2 separate regions of the Rattus norvegicus genome follow, and region 2 is linked to region 1. Evidence: chromatin contacts called from public Hi-C data. All regions are on one chromosome and are shown on one strand. Each heading gives the region's core, a stretch centred on a gene start, on an enhancer-like site or on the middle of the called end of the contact. The rest is flanking DNA. Distances are from core to core; before and after follow the strand shown. Region 1 overlaps LOC108351921 (a long non-coding RNA gene). Region 2 overlaps Pantr1 (POU3F3 adjacent non-coding transcript 1).

Evidence for each region. Hi-C and Micro-C count contacts between places; a contact is called where the count stands out from the background.
Region 2: a Hi-C map of frontal cortex shows a contact between it and region 1, with 4 times the contacts expected there. The contact joins two enhancer-like sites. A contact is called at or near these places in 3 of 12 Hi-C or Micro-C datasets (Schwann cells, frontal cortex and kidney) and 1 of 1 datasets of contacts at active chromatin or transcription factors (oligodendrocytes).

Annotation. Positions count from the first base shown.
Region 1 is chr9:51,530,863-51,537,660 of GRCr8, reverse strand. The region is part of intron 1 of LOC108351921 (a long non-coding RNA gene); the gene reads right to left. Among named protein-coding and RNA genes, the nearest start is that of Pantr1, 900 kb to the left of the region's middle. Within about 2 kb of position 5,325, at least 3 of the 93 cell types and tissues checked have an H3K27ac peak or open chromatin away from gene starts, as enhancers often do.
Region 2 is chr9:52,423,470-52,430,352 of GRCr8, reverse strand. The region is part of intron 1 of Pantr1 (POU3F3 adjacent non-coding transcript 1); the gene reads left to right. Among named protein-coding and RNA genes, the nearest start is that of Pantr1, 8.9 kb to the left of the region's middle. Within about 2 kb of position 3,017, at least 32 of the 93 cell types and tissues checked have an H3K27ac peak or open chromatin away from gene starts, as enhancers often do.

The sequences.
Region 1 (6,798 bases), core at 4,076-6,575:
TCAGTTTCTCTGTATTTGTTAATCCAAGACTAGAGTTTTATTGCTCCCATTAAGACAATCTGTTTTTGTTTGTGCGGAAGGTTTAATGTGAATGAAGTTTGAAACAAATGAAAGGGGGATTCCAGTCATCTACATCAGAAAGCACAACACAGATACCCACTTTCCAACCATCCTGGAATCCTGACATTGATTTTGATGACTTGTGTAGAACTTACATATTTTGTATAATAATTTGCCTCTATATAACTTTATCTTCCCATTTAATGCTGAATATTTAAATTGTTCAGTGCCATGGTCATATTTTGTTATTTGTAAATCTAGTTTAGCCTATGTCTCAGGAAGATATTAGATGACTTTTACAGTTTCCATTAGATTTTGCAAAAAGATATAAGATAATTCTACATTTAAGAAGAAAAATGGACTATTTTTCCATTTCCAGATGCAGAAACTGCATTTTTCCACTGGTCCTTGCTTACTCCAAAGGCGTAAGATTTGCAGGAAATGAGAAGCAGGGTTGATATTTAGGTATCCAATTCTTGTTTGACCTTTCCTCACATTTTTAGGTCACAAACCACATTCTATATTAGAAATTATTTTACTCCCATTTGTTAATAAAATAAACATTATAGATTTTTAATGAAAACCCAGGGCTGCACAGAGTTACTATAGGGTCACTGCAGTCTAGATACAGGGCACAGAGCTTCTGGCAGGGCTATGGGAAGATCCTCGTGAAGACCAGGGGCTGAGGAGAACACAGGAAGGTGAGGAAGACAGAAGGATGTGTATTTTGCATCTATGCATCAGAGTTGCCTTTCAAGCTTCCATATGGCTTAGTTTTCTATTAAGTGTCTTCTCATCTTCTCACACTCTCTTATAAAACAAGTTAAGTTTCATTTCTCTTACCTCTGTCCATGAGGAGAATGTGTGTGTGGGGGAGCAGCTCAGTAACACACATGAGATCTAGGGTCATCCCAATGCCCCTACCCCAAAATCATACAATTTCAGTATACTAAGTTGCAACTGCTTTGATTGCAATTGGTGCAACTGTTCAGGACTTAAGATGGGGATGGTGTGCTGGTGGGACTTCACTCCATTTCCTTATCTCACAGATTGTTTCTTTGCCTCCTTCTGCACCCTACTTGGTGAGTCTCTGTCCTTCTCACAAAGCCCATTGAAAAGAATTGAGCAAATATTTCTGATTGGTTATACCAAAACCCATTCCACTCTGTATCTCCCTATACCAGGAGCTGTGGGTCCATTTTAACAGGGACACACTTGGATTCCATGGTCCATGTGATAGCCAAGGAAGACGCTATTGGTGAGACAAATAGTAAGAAATTGCCAGAGTGGGACTCATGAGGGAATTAAAATACAATGTATTTATTTTTAAAAGGTTTGAATATGTAATACAGTAGTTTTGGGCTGACCTTAACGTTTTTACATTTTAATCTTGCAAACCGGCACTAACTCCTACACAACTGAGGGACAGAGAGAAGGAAGTGGGGGAAAGAGGGAGGGGGTATAAGAGAAAGAAAGACAGAAGGAGGAAAGAAGGGAAAGAAAAAAAGACATTGAAATAACTCTGGAGAGAGATGTGGAGAGACGTGAGACCCCCCTCCCTCCCCCCATTTGTTCCTTCTAACTACTGAGGGGAAAGCCTGAATGCTAATCATTCCCACTCTGTCAAATAATTACAACATTCATCAGTCCCTCTGCTTGTAGTTTGTCTGGGACTCTAAGGTAGCCAAACTCCTTTCTGAAAGTCTGGCATGGAGGATCTTTCTAAATCTCACTCGCCTGCTTGTCCTTCACCACATTTATTGCAATGAGCACACACTGAAAAGCGTGTGGCTCAATGCTGATTTGTCCATTCAGTAATTCTTAGAGCTGTCATGGCCTTTGAGCCAGCTGTCCCCTACCAGCTTGAGAATGGGGGCCTCTGGAGGAAGCAGGGAGGGAGACTGGCTTATTAGACAGAAATTGACAGTCATAGAATGAAGGGCATGAGGGACCCCTCAGAAACTCATGTGGACCATTGTGGAAGGATTAGCAAGGGAGAACACACTTCAGGAGGCCAGTGGTATACCTCCCCAAAGAATACAAATGGGCAGGGAGTGGGAGGTGGGCGGAGAGAAGCCTACCCTTTCAGTTATAGGTTTGATCAGGTCTAATTTGGCATTCGGCACCTTTCCTCAATTTTTTGTGTGTCCATCTCCTGGCAATTCTTTAATATTTATGCCATTCAGGGCATTCTGTACGCTCTGAGGAGCTGGCATGGGCAGTGTTCAATCTGCAGTCTTCTGTATGCATTCAGATTGCGAGCTGTTCCCTAATTGGTTTTCATCCGAGTAATCCCATGGAGAATAAGGTTACATACTGAAAAGGGCCGAGGTGAGCCTGGGTAAAAGGGGACTGCGAACTCCATTCCTGGCCTTATTAGAATGCTCTGAGCATGCGCCTTAGGTTGAAAAAAAAAAGATGTCCAGATTTCAGAGGTCCTCCTGAGTCACGAAGAAAGAACCCCCAGTAATCCAGAAAGAAAAAATAATTTGGAGTCAATCCCACCCATATTTCTGCATGGTGTGAGGATTGATGACAATCAGTTGGGATTGCAATCAAAATCGAGAAAACAAACCATTTGCAGAAATCTAGAAATTTGGATGAAGAACATTATTCATTAGCTTCCAGAATTCTTATGTGTTTAAAAATGAAGGCGGTTGAAATCCGTGTTTTATTATTGTTCTAATTGTTTTCGTGGAAATTTTGACTCACTTTTAGCCCCTAGGAGCACGGCTAGAGGGTACAGAGTATAGATATTCTCTGTGTACAGAGTCCTGTTGGACTATACTCATCCGGTTCAAAGGTGACAACAATGAGATGTTATTTTAAACCTCTGAAAAACTTGCTGAAAGTTCACCTGCATGAAAGAATCCGACGTTCCAGTCTGTATAACTATTCTCTAACTGTCCATCCCTTCATCTCCACTGGCTATAGGCTGCTCTGTCGACCGTCTCAACTTCCCTATGTTACAGATACCAGAGTGTGTGGGCAGACCAGATGTTCCGGAACTTTCTCCCGCAAAATAAGAGAGCTTTGCTTGGTCATCTTCCTAGGCTTTTCAGTAATTAACACTCTCTGAGTCCAAGTCAGCCTGGGAAGGCGAATCTGGAATTAGACTCTCCAAAATAAACAACAACAAAACAATAAATGAAAGAAAAAAAGGAGAAAAGAATGACAGGAATTTAACTATCCTCCCTCTTGGGAAATATGTCCTTCTAAAAAAACATTTCCAACTGCATAAAGCAACACAAAAACTTATATAAATAATTACAGCAACAATATGCTTTGCCAGCTAAATTAAAAGTGCTGTATTTTTAGAATTAAGAGAGCATTAAAACAACACTTTCAAAACTCAGCCTAAGAGCACAAAGTGAACGCCCGCACCCCCCCCACACACACACACTCACAGCAGTAGCCAAGGACAAGACCTCGCCGTCTCACACTGAATGATTGCTTCCTCCTGTTTTTATGTCCCCTCACTTATTTTATGAAGGCTTAACTAGAAGACCTCTCCCTATTCAAGAAGAAAGAATATTTTTCTACCAAGGATCTTACAAGCTCAAAGGCCATTTAACTTAGCTTAGCCATCTGGTTTATTTTGCATTAAAGGAACTTCTCGTTTAATTTACCAGTCTATAATAGGTAACTTTTTCAATATGGAGCTAAAGGTCACTATTATATGTAAGGGAAATTAAGCCGACGTTCTCAGTTGCCTTACAGTTCTCTTAGTTCAACTATGCCAATAGATGAACATGTACAACAAGCCGAAGGGCTTTTTATTACAAATTTAATTCATTTCTCTAGACAACTGTGAAATTTGCCATTGACATCAGTCATTACCCCAAGGCGAACTAAAAGATGATCTCAGTTAATAAATGGTCCTTAACAAGGAACGCTCCCATCTCCTGTGATATTGGCACAGGCACATTTTATTAATGCAGGGCTTGCTTCCTGCCAGAACACCAGCATTCACGACTATTTGGTGTGCATGTTTCCTCTTCCTGCTCCTGATATTAATAATTATACAACAGGATAATTAGCAACACAAAGAGACAGTACTATGAGCTTGAAGCTAGATTTTCAGCGCGTTAACCTTCTGGGAAATAAAGAACAGAAGCAAAGAGTCGAGCCAAATAACCAATGCAGGTTGATTTCACAGTGTGTAAAAGGCTAATTATCTGTGAAAAGTCTGACCTCAAGTAACAGAATTACAGAAATGTTCATGCATTTTTATTTTAAATAAAACTCAAAGACATTGCTTCAGCATCCTAAGGAAATCTGCATAGTCAAGGCATGAGGGAAGACATTTGAAACTTAAACAAAAATAAACTCTGTATGTGATGGGTGTCTGGCCGTAAATGTTACTGACAAATCCAGGCACCTGAGATCACAGGGTAAAAAAGAAAGAAAGCCCATGCATCTTTCCCTACTCTTAGCACAGAGCCATCATGATGGGGAAGAAAAAAAAAAACTCAGTCAGTATGCGACAGAAGTAGGTTAAGTGTATTTTGTTTACTGAAGACAGGCTACCATAAAAAAGAGAAAATATTACTACTTCTTTACAGGTACCATATGTAATTCATTCTGATATAGGAATATTTATCCACTAGCAGTAATAACAAACTACAATTTTTGTCATGAAAAAAATAAATTGTATTTGCAAAAAGCAAACACATTACAGAGTGTGTAAAAACGCAACATTCCCATTTTCTAGTCAGAGTTCCAATTTATTGAAGTAACAGAGCAGAAAATGCACTGACAGCTGTTACATTTTATTGCGAATTAGTATATAGGTTTTATATCCAGTGAGCAAACGCATGATACATTGTATTCCAGTAATTGCCAGTGGCTTTCAAAATGGAACCGGAATGATCTCAGTGCAATTATGTTCAGGAGAGCACACAGAACAGTCCCCAGCTCCACACTGCAATACTTAACAATACTAACATTAAGTATATTTTTTCCCTTTTAGCTTTCCAAAAATTAAAGATCAAAGAGGTCAAGCTGGATTCAAAAGCATTAGAAGTGATTTTCAACAGCTATATGTGACTCCCTCGTCCCGGAGTACAATTTTTTTTTTTTAAATTTAAGTCCATGTAGTAAGTAGGATGTTGTAGTTCAAGATTCCAGAAAGGTCAAACACCTCCTCCCTCCTCCCTCCTCCCACACCTCTCTTTGCCTATATTGTATCGATATTTTACTTCTGGGATGTTTCCTCTGTTTTCTCTCTTGGCCACAGAATGTAAGGGGTTAAGACATGCGAACAGGGTTAAGTTTTGGCCTGCTTTAGGAAATAAGCTGTATGCCGCTGGACTCCACTTTACTCAAAACAGACAGATCATCTTAGACTTCTTTCCCATTCTCCCTCAGTAGCCTCAGTTCTTTCTCACCATGACCATTAGCTACAGTCCCAGGGAAAGAGCCATTTGTTTTCCTAAGTGTTAACTCGGATTTCATGGATCGTCTTACTAATTCTTAGGACTACAGAATTACGGGTACATGTACGGAAACCTTCTAGCCACTCTTTCAGTCACTTCTCATTTATATGAAGCAAAATTTCGCATATCTTAAGAAGTCTATTTTCCTCTGCTTTTGCAAACCTTTCTAACCTACTTCAACTGCTTAGCACCTCCTCCTCTGACGCCTTCCCCACCATCCAGCTCTGCTGGAGCCTTCAATAAATCCGGCTGTCTCCTCCCCTCTAGTGGTTGCCAGCCAGTCTTGCAACAGAGGAGAAGCAGGGAGACTGCAGAGCTCACTTATAGAGGGACACTTGTGCAATTTGTTTTTAGGTTGAGAGAAATGTGGGGTGGGGTGGGAGGATAAACCTAGCAGTCTATCACTGCAGAAATAAAATTTAGCAAGTATTTAAAAGGATATTCTAGCGGCGGCTACGGCTTCATCAACACCAACCTGCTGACAGGGATTCGCGATCCCAGTCTGTTATTAGTGATTGAATTAATATCGTGTCACAACTTGTATCCGGTTTAATAAAAGAAACCTACGAATACAAGAAAATTGTAAACGGCACCTCATAGGACATTTCCCCCCAAGGCTGGAATCAAAATTCCGTGCAGCTAGAACAACAAAGATCAAGGGGCCGGGATTCTTGCACCTGGCAAGGTTGTCCGAGGGCAGCTCAGGATTCCCTTCATAGAACTCAGAGCAGGATCCTGACATGGCCCCTGTAGAAACGTCATCAAAAGCAACAACAGCTACAACAGAAAACTAATGATGTGTCTCACCCTCGTGTCAGCACCGGTGGTGTAACACTAAAGCAGCCGGGGTGCCCTTTGCCACCACAGTAGCCACTTCAAAAATAAAATAAAATAAAATAAAAGTGAGAGCTCAGCTTTCCTCGCTGCTCTCCGCTGTTTTTAACCCCATAGAACTCCAAAACGTCATCCACCAGGAAACCCAATCTGCTTAATAAGAGAGCCAAAATATTGGCCTCTCCTGTTAAAATGTTGATATCATGGGTTTGTGAGTTTTAGTATTTCTAAATATAGTTTCAGTTTTTTTTCACTTTACAGACACCGTGTACAGATAGACTTTATTATCCCTGGTAGATTTTCTTTCATGTGATTGAAAATAAAATACTATAATTTAGTTGTGCTCAAATTTAATTATGCTATATTTAGTGAGGTTTCCTCACATGGTCTGAACAATGGCTAATATAGGGCAAATCATTACTACAACTACTAGGGCTTAAGTGACCAATGTTTCTACTGAATTCTC
Region 2 (6,883 bases), core at 1,768-4,267, 900 kb before region 1:
AATGCAGAAAATTACCTGAGTCAGATGTGCCCAAGATGAAACGGGCACCCCCTCACTGGCTTCCATTTGGCAATGATAAGGCAGTCCAATAAAGCACAGCACAAAAGCAGTTTCTCTTAGCATTTACACATTAAAATAAATGTTCAACCTACCTACAGTCTGTACTGTATGGCTTATACAAAAGAGGGGGGGGGCTCTGCAGCACCGGCTTTTGGTTAGAAAAGGGGCTTTACCTAGTGGACAGTGAACGAGCCATTTCTTGGTATTGCTATGGTTTTGGAGTGTGTATTGCCCCTGCTTTGTGTCCTTTTAATAGCTGGTCTATATGATCTGAAGGAAGGGAGTGAGCACTTAGGTTTTTTGGGGAACAGTTTGAAGGAGTAATTATGAATTCAAAGACACTATGATTCCTTAAAGTAAGTTCCCTTCTTCTTAAACTAGAGGGCATTTCTAATTGTGGAAAATAAACTGAGAAAGCACAGTAACTTGGTAATCCTGTATGTGCTTTTGAAGCAACCCATTTCCAACTGTTTGCTCACTCTAGCTGTGTGCATGGACCTGTCAAGGCTGGTAATGCTCTCTTCCAATTGCTGGAGAAGCTGCAACTAATGGATTATTCTTGGCTGCCCTTCACCACCCTTCCTGTGCTCCCCGACATCATGGTCTCTTTCAAATTTCAACTCCTAGCACTAGGTAACACAGAGCCCAGCTGATAGACTAGAGGTGATGGTGAAAATATGATTCATTTGCAACAAACGTGGATATGTCCTAGCTAGAAAAATATTTCAAGGTAAATTTGGTGTGTGTGTGGATGTGTGTGTGTCATAAAAACAAACAACAAACAAACAAACAAACAAACCAAACAATAGCCCAGTAATATGAACTGAGCTTTACCAGAGGTGTCTGGTAAATTATATTCGTGCACCAGTCCTGGTCCTAAGAGATTGGAGTTACTCTTTGCTTGAGGTCTTCCCCCACCAAGCATCGCCTCTAAGTGTTACAGCATCTTCTCTGAGGCCCAACCAACAAACGGTGCTGGGATGGAGAAGAAAGCTGGTGTAGCATCTTAGAGAGCAATTCTTGTACTTTTGTGCCTTTTTCTTGTTGTTGTTTTGTTTTGACATTTGACCTTAGCTACTGTCCGAGGAGCCTGGTGTAGATCGGGCATTTCGTGCTGATGGTTGCTGCTCTTTTCACATCTGCCAAACAGTGCTTCCTGGCTTCTTTTCTCCTCTGCTACTGGAGCCCTCCTTTCACTGTTCTGCTCCTTCCCTGGGGCCCTCTCCAACTCAGTGCCTGCCTGGGACAGCCCTACTTTATGGTGTTTTCAAGAAAATGTAGTCGTTGCTATCCACTTTAGAAAGCACAGTGGCAAGTGTATTCGCAGAGAGTTGATGCTTCTGATATCCCACAGTTTGCAAGAATATAATTTCAGCCACTAAACTACTTAACGGAAGTCTAGGTGTTAGAATGATGTGACCTTGCTCACAATGGCTTCCTGTGTGTCCAGTATTGCTTTTTCATATTTGCCTTTCTGCCTAAATTTTCTGCAAGGACCCTGGTTAGTAAAGCCCGAGGAGGAAAGGATCCCTGGCTCAGAGCGACAGTTGATAAACATCAAACAATTTAGTATTAAACCAGGGCACACACACACACACACACACACACAAAATCACCCAGAAGTCGCGGCATATACTCTGTCAAATGCCGAGGAGGACTGTTTTTCTCTCATTTTTATCCCACAAAACCGATCAAGTAAAATTTTGCTTGGAGTACACAGCATTCAAAGTACCCCAAATTAAAAAATTGTACGATTTTATTGGTAGGGTCTTGGCAGCAATTCCCATCCAGGGTTAGAATGCACGATTAGAACTCCCCCCCCCCCAGGAGACTTGGGTTCCCATTTTCATATGGAATGGGGTTTCCATTCCACGGTGTGTGTGTGTGTGTGTGTGTGTGTGTGTGTGTGTGTGTGTGTGTGTGTGGTGTCTTTCTCTCCTCCCCGACTCGACTCTACCATTTATGTGATTTGTGGGAGCCGACAGGGACATTTGCCGAATTCGGCAGGAATCTGTTGGGCCTCAGGGCTAAGTCTGTCTTTCTTCGAACTCGTTCTAAGGGCATTTTATTTTATTTAGAGTGCAGTTTGCATAATAAAATTAAAAGGCTCCCATTACCTCCCCCTTTCTGCCAGCGACTGCCCAGAAAGGTCTTTTAGAATGTTATTTGAACATAGAGCTGTCTGCAGAATCCGGTTAACAGTGCTTTTCCATGGGAAAGAAAAAAAGGGGAAAAAAGCTAACCCTCAAAGCGAGAAGGTAAAAGGAGTGAGGTGGAGAGAAAAGCTGGTTGAGATGGAGGAGACTTGAGCGGGCATGAGAGAACAGCAAGGCTGCTGAGGTGGCAGGACCAGATAGATAAGAGCTGAGTCACCCAACAGGTCTTTGGGCACACAAGAAAAAAACAAAAAAAAACCCCCAAAAAACCACAGACGCCCAGAAAAATCTGGGTGCAAATTGTACCCATCTTTGGGGCCTCCTTCTCGCCCGGCCATAGGAGCGCTGCCTTGGAGCTTGGCACCGCCTGCCTGCCTTTGTCACCCGTTCTGAGCGCGGCCACGAGCTCCCGCGGCGGGCTTTGTTCCCGCGGAGCGGGGCAGGACCCCTAGCACCGCCGCGCGTCCCCGACCGCCCCTGAGCTGGGGACCGTGGGGGTGGGGAACGCGCTACAGAAAGGGGGACCTGAGAAGCTCCGGTGGGCAGGGCGTTTGAGCCCGGGATTTCGTTTCTTTGCTCCCTTCGTAATTGAGCTGTTCTCCCGTCGCGGAGGGGGTCTTGGTTGAGCAGGAGGCAAGAGAGCTGCAAAGGGGGCGCCCGTTTTCAGCCCATAGCTGGGCAAAGAACTATCCGCGCTTCTGTCCACCGATTTGTATGGTATGCATGCATGCATGCATGTATGCATGCAAGGATGGATGGATGCATGGTTGGATGACGGATGAGGATGAGGAAAACCGTTGAATTGGGTCCCAGGGTCTGGGCTTCTGATTCGGGTTTTGAGGACTTCAGGGCGTCTCAGGTTGGTGTGGTTGGTTAACACGGAAAACCTGTTCTCTAGGTGCTTTGGGGCCGCGGGTGGGCGCTGTGGATATACCCTTGGGGTCAAGGAGCTGCACAACCACAGCGTGCAGATCTCTGCAGTGGAGGCCTGTGGCGAGGGACAAAGAAGTAGATACTGGGAGCGAGCAGAGGAGAGGCGCGTACTGGAATCTACGCACTCTTTCGCACACCGAGGCTCGGGCCCTACCCCAAGAGCCCTCCCTTCCCCCCTCCACCTAAGTACCTAGGGCTTTGCGTCTGTAAAGTTCGGCTACCACAGAGCCCTCTCTCTTTCCCTCCTTTCCACGCTGCTTTTAGCTACTTGGGTGTGAACGAGTGTCACCCTCTTCCCAGACATCCCCAAAGGTGTGGGCAGATTGCAAGAGTTGCGCCTCTGTTATTGTTTGTCAAACAGGCCCTTTCTCTTGGGAGAGGGTCGAGGGGCGTGAGGCGGATCCTGGGCCAGGATTACATTAATCAAAGCATTATTTCCCCAGAGAAGTCGAGCACAAATGAGAATAAATCCTAATAAAATTGGATCGCAGAAAAACGGAACGCTTTGAGTAGTCTGTGCTGCCTGATGAAATTCTCATATTTATAAGATGGGGTGTCTCTAAAAATTTTTCTGCACACCTCTGGCCTTGGCTTGGCTTGGGAAAGGCACCGAGAAGGGAGGGATGTCACTCTCTCAAGCTCAGTTGAACTTAGGCAGTGAGAAGGGGACAGAGCTACTAGGGTTTGGAGTGTCGCAAAATCTGCTCTCAGTTTTAATCAGACACTTTCCTCCGGTTCTGTTCACTAGTCCTTGCAGAAGTCCAGGGTCCAATCAAGTCTCGATCGATGTCCTTGTGAGGTCCTGAACTTGTTCCTTTGGGTACGTGGCTCTCGCTTTTCAAGTGATCAAGGCTGTAGGGTGGGCAAAACCCCGTGGTTGAAGGCACGTGGTTTACAGGGCATTTCCTCCTCCAGCCTAAAGCCCAGCCTGTTTGCGGGGTTCCGAAGAGAGTGCCAGTCACCCCGCGTGTGTCAAGCGAAAGAGCTTGCGTGTCCGCGAGATTTCAAATACTTTCTGGCCATCCCTAGGAAGCAAGGTTCATACTTCATCTTTCTGTCCCCCCCCCCCCCCCCCGCCACACACACACACAAGTGGTAGAAAACTTTTCTCGCTTTGCGAGGCTCTCCTAGGGAAAAGACATCCCTCGTCCCCCAATACGCAGAGGAGATGTGACCCTGCAGAATCACTTGGTCAGCAGGCTATCTCTCCCTGCATCCCGCACCCAGGCACCTTTTAGCTACTGAGCATAGAAAACAAACAAACAAAAAAGGATTGAGAACTGTGACGTCTCCTGGTCCTAGATGGTGACTAATGTGACCGTAACATATCCCGACCCCTTCGGAAGGAGCTAGCTCTAGTGCTCTGGGGATGGCGGGTAGCCCCGCGGGCGCCACCGTGAGGGCGCCCTCTGCAGGCGGGCTCGGAGAGGGCTCGCGCTTGTGCCCAGCTGCGTTGGGTCCCTCAACTGCCCGCGTGCCAGCCAGGTTCCCCCATGCGCGCGCGCACAGCCCCAACTCAGGCGGTGCGATCAGTCACTTAGTGCCCTCCCCAAGGCGAGTTCCCAGCGGCTGCAGGAAAGAGCTACCAAAAATGCACCCCCCACCCCAGATCCTTGTTGTCCCCTCCCGCCACTGCTCGCCCCTGCAGCCACCTGCCCGTCACGTCTCTTCGGGGCCTCGGCCCACGGGCTCCAGAGCCCGCAGTGCCTCTCTACTTCCTTGAGGGGGCTGCGCCAGGAAGGGCAGGGCCGTCGCCCTTAAAGGGGGACGTCGCCCCACGGTCTGGCCAGAGACACCATTGGGAATAGTGTGCGTGAGCGCGTGTGTGCGTGTGCTAAGGCGTGTGCGTGTGAGTGAGGCGCGCGCGCAGGACAGCGCGGGGCAGGGCAGGGCTTGGAAAGGCAGGACAGGAGGGGCAGCAGGATGCTCAATGCTAGTTGTTTTCCTCCTGTGTGGGTACCTATAGTGCAGAGCTTAGAGTCCTCTGTCTGCCCCAGGCTTGTTCTCTATCCACTGTGCGTCCCTCTCTCTTTTGGTTAGGTCATCTCTGCAGATCCCCAGAGATCTTCCTTGTGGTACCTCATGGTCCAGGGCTATTATGGACAGCCGGCTCCACGTGAGCCAAAGTAAAGCCTAAAGGGACAATACTAGCTAACAGGCAGCATCATCAGACGGCTTGGTTTTGCTTTAGCCTAAGGCCCACGCACTCAGAAGCTGCGTTTCAGGGAGTTTAGGGTAGTGGTTTTCTCTTGCTTTGGTCTTAAGGACTGTGACTAAAAGGTTTTTTGTTTTTGTTTTTTTGGAGGAATAGGGAGGAGGGCTTCAGCCTACAATCGTGGTCTGTCTTGCACCGTTTCAACTTCCTGGCTCCTTTCCAGTAATGGGAAATTTTAGGAGGAAGTAAAGACACCTACCTCTTTTCAGTTGTGAAATAATGACTTCCTATTCTTCTAGGCTGCGATTTCCATAATTTCATACAAAATAGGGGCTGTCAATTATCTCTCCACGAGAAAAAGGTGGACTAGTTGAAGGAAAGTTGGGACAAAATAAATTCCTCTCTCTTAAATCATTAACCAGGAACTTTTCCCCTCTCCTGTGTCCAGTCCAGTTTGTTCACTTCTCAAGGGGAGACCGGACAGGATATTTATAAACACATGAAAGGTTTTCTTCTCCTCTGGGCTGTGAACCTAAGTGCTTTTTTATAACACTAGATTTCTGAAGATCATAGAGAGAAAACCTCCTGATGCTTGCTTACACTTCCCCTCTACTGTACATTTGCCTCGATGATTTCTAATCATTCAGAACTATCTTTGGTATTTTTCAGTATGAGTAAGATTCCCTTTCTTCCGTTCTTGAGCTGCTGCTGCTGTTAGCCACAGAAGTTTGGTCCATTGTACATGGGCACATTCTATGTAAATGTATCCAGTGGGGTTGTGGATAGACCTTGTTACATGCATAAACATGTATGCTTGTGCCCTTGTATATTTACGTCATGAGTAAATATGGTATACACATATTTCTTAGACCTCATAATGTTAGACGATGCTACACAGTTCTTTGAGACATTCCTGTCCTGGAGAAAGCCTCTGACTTACTGGAACAGACACTAACCTAACTTAAGAGGCCATCCTCAGCCAGCATCTTGATACAATGTCAGTCAGTCCTTTTCATGAGATAATTTGGAGGCAGCCACATTTTAACAAAGCATGGTAACCGTGGGATGCTAGTGTTTCGGTGGATGAGCTTTTGTTGGTGAAATCAAAGTTAAGTTTTTCCTTGAATTATTTATCAGGACCTGTGCCCACAGGCTTTCCTAGGAGAAGGTAGGTGCAAAGGGGGACCGTTCCACTTTTAATTATTTAAAGCAGATGTTAACATAATATTTTAAAACTGGCCTTTTGGAAAACAGGAAATAATCATGTCTGTCAACACCCACCTTTGGGACTGTGAAAAACAAAACCCAAAATGCAATTTAATGACTTCCATTAAAAAAAAAAGTACGCAGTTAACAGTTAACTAAAATATTGCTTGGCACTCCTTCGAAGCTCCTCCTCCTCTTAAGTATAGTACAGTTTGGTAATATACTCTGCGTATTTACACATGATGTAAATATACATATGCACAAGGGTAGATGTTTATGTACAGAACATAACAAAATATATACATACCCCAACTGAATATATTTGCATAGAACGTGCCCATGTGCAGTATTCTGAAGTTCTATGATTAACAAT